Linked DNA regions of Gossypium hirsutum: region 1 is linked to region 2. Evidence: chromatin contacts called from public Hi-C data. All regions are on one chromosome and are shown on one strand. Each heading gives the region's core, a stretch centred on a gene start, on an enhancer-like site or on the middle of the called end of the contact. The rest is flanking DNA. Distances are from core to core; before and after follow the strand shown. Region 1 has its middle 7.4 kb from the start of LOC107945543. Region 2 holds the start of LOC107945538 (scarecrow-like protein 6).

Region 1 (2,700 bases), core at 173-2,672, 230 kb before region 2:
GCCCCCACTCCATAATGTGAAAAGCTCCCTGGTAGTTTGGTACTTCATATTACTTAATTAAAAGTGGAGGAAGACATACAACTAAACAAAGGTTGTAGAACTAACATGGGAAAGTTGGCAAGGTTCTTAGGTTGCTCCATTGTTGAGATATCTTGGAGGTTCAAAATGCGGACATTGTTAAGAAGTATACTTCTTAACCTTTTCATGAAATACAAGTGCTTTTCCTCTTGGGTAAATAGAGAGTACACTTGTATTTGATCATACAAGTAACACTTTGTTTACCAAAAATGATACGTGAGTGTAACTTTCGCCTGGTATTTGTAATTGCCCTCTTTCTTAGAAATACATTCACTGATTTCTTTCAATCCCATTATCTAGTACTTTAGCATGTCCCACTTTTTTCTATAACCATCCGTTAATAACTTCCTTCTAGGGCTTAAAAATAGAGGCTTGAACATTTCATTTGGGATTTTTTGATATTTTGGCAAACTTAAGCATACTCTAAATTCTCTATAATTTTCTCTAAACAATCACAACAACTACAGTAGCTTTTACTTTTCTTAGTTACCTATTGCTTCCATCACCACAACCACACTTGTTTTTTGATTCTGCTCAAATCTTTCTCTCCACCGTATCTTTGTGAACTCTCCTCACTTTAACAAAAGAATCCTCTATAGGTACAAACATGTTAAAATTTTGATCAAATATATTTTAAATATGCTCCATGTTAGGCTTGAGCTAACGTTTAATACCCAAGCTGATGATTAAGGAAAAGACCTGATTGATATAATATTGATACTTTAAAAGTTCAATTGGAACGTTTTGAAGTTTGGAGACTAATTTAGAATGTCTGATGCAATTAAACCCTTTTAGTTTGATAAATGTTGTTTAGACTTGGGCCAGACTAAAATTGAGAAACCATATGGGCTTTATTATTGAAATTGAAGGGTCGGTAGGCCTTAAAATAGAAAGATTATATATCCTTTTCTGAGTGACTCTGATTCCCTTAGGCCTTTGCCATATAAATCCATTGAAAAGTAGAACACAGTGAAGGGAAAAAAGAAAAAGGGGACATAGATGGCATGGGAATCAAATGCTATTCAATGAAATTTTAGCACCTTGAACTTTGAAAGCCAAAGAACATCAAGTATCCACTAATAATTTTCTCCTATTTGGGGAATATAAGTTGTTACTTTCTTAATCTTATGCCCGTATTTGGTTTCTAATTCCAACTTGGTCCCAACTTCATGGATCTTCCTTAGGCTAATTGATGGAAAATTGGCAAGGCAAAAAACCAAAGCATTTCAGCCAAGTTAATGGGGGTGGGGTTGCATTTGTTTGATGCAATAATTCAAGACCACCCGATGGAGCAAGTGGTTAAAGTTCTTAGTCGGCGCCCAAATGTCAAAGTTCAAGTCCTGCCAATCACATTCCCCAATAGGTCAAATTGCAAACTTGGGCTTGTAAAGTTAAAGAGTTGGATCCAATACCAGGAGCCAATTGAAAGCTTTGTTATAATTCTCAGCAGATGCCATTGGACCATTTTTGTTTTAGCATAAATGACTTTTCTTTTTTTGTAGAGTTGGTCATCATCAAAATGGCTTTATTGAATTTGGATTTTAGCATATTGGCTTTTGTTCCTTAAATCATCCAAAAGGAATCTCGTCATCGGAAGATCACATTCAACGAAGCCTATTGATAAATGTCAATTTTTTGGTGTTACACAAGCACTGACCTCAGCTCTTTGGTAATTACAATACATACACCTTTTTGGAATTATCTGATTTAAAAAAATTTATGTTAAATTCAAACATTTGTTATCAAACATTTGAATATTAGAATGACCCGTGCTTAAATTAGCAAAAGATCAATAATGATGTTATCAATTTAAAACTTTTTAACACATACTATTCAAATTTAATAGATAATTATTAATTTTGTTGTCGGGCATTAATTTTTTATGGGATTATGCTACATGTTTATCTCTTTGGGTTAGATAAATATTCAACTTTGCACTTCAACTTGGCATTGATACCCCATTTATTGTGAACATGTGATGCCCCCATTTGGACTAAGGTTAATGTGATGCTATATTTTGTTGTGCAAAACCCCCAAAATTCCAATATACTAATGTGATATTTGTATTTAACAAAAGTTGCATATCTTGGTATTTAAAAGTAATGAAATTAATTTTTTGGTGTTTAATTTGAACTTCGAGGTTTATTTGATTAATTGCTGATATTATCAGGTTTGGATTTTGATGGTTTTGTTAATAAAATGAATTTAGTGTCAATTGCGAATTTGCTTAATTTGTTAAATATAGTTTGAAGGTTTTGTTTAATTAGAGATTAACTTTCATCAAAGTAACCTTAAAACTCGAATTAAATATTAGAAAGTTAACACTGTTACTTTTAGATACCAGAATGTATAGCTTTTGCAAAATACAAAAAAAACATTATATTAGAAAAAAAATGCTAAACTCAAGTACGAAGTGTCAATTGATCAACATTGTTGTTTTGGGGTTTAGAAATGTTTTTGAAAAATGTAATTTTGTTAATTTCAGGTGTAAGGCCCAATATTTGCTCGGCCCGTGCACAAATAAAAAACAAATAAAATGACAGTCCAAATTACAAAAAATTTCACCAAGCCCAATTTGCCTAGACCCTAACCCAAACCTAAACCCGATTCTAAGCCCAGAGC
Region 2 (2,700 bases), core at 123-2,622:
CAAAGTTGAAGTGTTGGTAGTGTTGAAACGAAGGAGTAATTGTAAGGCCTCCTTAAAGTAGAAAGCAGCCCTTATAAAGGGCTTACCTACAGGGGAGAGCTGGTGATTGAGCCGCGCCAATATCCCTTGCGCGAGTACCGGATCACCGGTTTCGATCAGCTCTGCGGCCTGAATTAATTGGTCTATTATTGCCTGCTGAAGCTGTTGGTTCGCCATTTCATCAGTCACTATCTTCGGCGTGGTTGGCCTTTGTTGAAGCAATTGTTGACGCCGGAGATAATGCTCCGGTCCCGAACTCGAAAACTGAACTTTCGGCACTTTATAATTCGGTCCACTTGTACCGGAATTGAATCTATTCGGCGGTGGTGGTGACAAAAGATTATGTTCCTGCATTTCAGCAGCATACGAAGGGAATAACATAACCGGGTTCTGGGTGAACTCGGCCTGGTTTTGGTCAAATACAGGATTCAAACACGAAACCATATCATTGTTCATCAAGCTAACACTACTAGTAATGGAGTCGAACCCGAAACTATGATCGACCATACCAAAACCAGCATTAAACTCCATATTTTTCGACGACCCACCACCACCGCAGCTGCCACTTGGTGGTTGAAGAATCTTGTTTAACCCCAAAGAAGGGTCATCAACATCACCCATAATTAGTCTCAAAATGGATTGGTCATTCTCCCAATCCTCCATACTTAAACCACATTTTCCCGTCCCTGTATCAAAAGACTGACTTTTACCTTTGGAGACAGTTGCTGTTTCCGCCACGCCACTACTGTCCGTGGAGGCACCACCGCTGCCTCCGTCGAATGAGGAAGACAGTGTTGATGAAGACGTTGGTGGACTCGGGCTTCTTGTAGATGTGGGATCAAATCCCACATAGCAACAACTTTCCTTGTTGTTTTGCCACTTTTTCTGTTGCTGGTGTTGTAATAACAGTGATGAATTGGAATAAGATGAAGTTGAAGAAGCAAAATCTAAAGCCCCCTTCCCTTGAAATTCCTCAAAGGATAGGGGCATGGCATTCATCTAAGAACAAACTCCAAAAGAAAAAAAACAAAAGTACACTCCAAAATTTGAAGCACCCAAAATTCTAGAGGTAGAAGAAAGGGGAAGACTTGAATATGAAGAGAGAGAGAGAGAGAGAGAGAGAGAGAGAGAAATAAAAGGAAAGGGGGAGGGGGGCAAATTAAGGTGTCGTGTTCTTTAATGGAGGTCCTACCATAAATGGCTTTTGACAAAGCAATTGAGTGCTTACTTTTTAGTTTTTGGTATAAAAAGGGGAAAAAATCAGAAATATACAAAGAAATTTGTGTGGGACGCAATGAACGCGTTGTTTTTAAGCTGACTTAAAAAAGAAATTTGTAGAAAGAAAAATGAACAAAGGAAGATGATAAATAGAAAACAATGTAGGCAAAATAATAAAGTGTTAGGAGAAGAAATGGTGGCCAAGCATCTTTTAAAGTTTTCTTTTACAGACTCCAATTTTATTTGTTTTTCTATTATTTACTAAGAGAGAGTAAAAATCTGATTTTTATTTATAAAATTCCAAATTAGACATTTTTAATCAACGGTGATGGCATAGGGCAAGCAGAGTCTTGAGCACTTCAAATGAAGTTCAAGTATTGTTGGATAAGCTTATAAGACAATTGCCATCAGAATCAAACGTTAGATGACTAGAGGTATGGAACATAATTCCCATATTGGTAAACCCCACCTTTGAAAACCAACAATGTGAATACCTCTTATTGCCCTTTACTTTTTTCTGTTTGCCTTGGATGCTCACAAGGGTTTTTTTGGCTTTAGGTCCATTTGTCTTTCTACATATATATAATAATACAATATTTACGATGGTCTATAACCTCTCTACAACCTTTCACACGAATAACATTAATGATATTAATTAAATTAAAACTTAATTGATATTTATATTATATTTTTAATCTATTAATTTTAGTATGCCAAATAATGGGGTCATGGCCTGCCTGTTAAAAAGGCTGCAATCATTGTGTTCTATATGTAGCTCAACTAATTGTCACTTTCTTCTATTCCCTCTCTCTCTCTCTTCCAAAATGTTGGAGAATTAAAACCATGAGTACTATGAAAACAAAATCATCCTACTGGATTGCGAAATTTTATTTTGGTTAAAATATGTAATAAACTTAAATTTAAATTTTGTATTTTTATTTTAGAAATTTAGTTTCTTATTTTTTATATTTGAAAATTTAAGTCTACTTATTAATATTGTTAAATTTGTTGATGTGATATTTTGAAAAAAAAATACTAACTCGATAGTCATGTAATTAAAAAACTGACATTATAATGAACTTCAATTTAATAAAATAATTTTAAAAATATTAATAGTTGAGCCTGAATATTTAAATAAAAAAAGTAAAATAACTAAATTCTTAAAAATAAAAGTATTGGGATAACATTTCAAATTTGTGACAAATACAATGACCTATGACATTTTAAACTTTTATATTTGTTTGGTAATGTAATATTATTACGTTTGCATTTCAAGCATTTCCTTGAGATGGTATGTCACATAATAAAAATTAGGTTAGTAGAATTTGGATTAGTGAACCAAGAGTGGTCACGTATTGTTTTTGAATTAACGTTGTAGGAATCATGGTAAGTAAATTAATTTGATTTAATGGTTAAGTGTTTTAGTTGTGTGCTTGAGGTTCT

What was found. Hi-C and Micro-C count contacts between places; a contact is called where the count stands out from the background.
Region 1: a contact with region 2 is called in a Hi-C map of leaf, with 2.3 times the contacts expected there. The contact joins the enhancer-like site here to the promoter of LOC107945538 in region 2. A contact is called at or near these places in 5 of 34 Hi-C or Micro-C datasets (all in leaf).

Annotation. Positions count from the first base shown.
Region 1 is chrD12:37,854,428-37,857,127 of Gossypium_hirsutum_v2.1, reverse strand. No RefSeq gene overlaps it. Among protein-coding and RNA genes, the nearest start is that of LOC107945543, 7.4 kb to the left of the region's middle. Within about 2 kb of position 1,422, at least 5 of the 9 cell types and tissues checked have an H3K27ac peak or open chromatin away from gene starts, as enhancers often do. A contact at or near this core is called in leaf, where this site is marked.
Region 2 is chrD12:37,619,510-37,622,209 of Gossypium_hirsutum_v2.1, reverse strand. It overlaps LOC107945538 (scarecrow-like protein 6), which reads right to left and starts at 1,372. Exons shown (of 1, transcript XM_016879590.2): 1 at 1-1,372. The coding sequence starts at 1,038.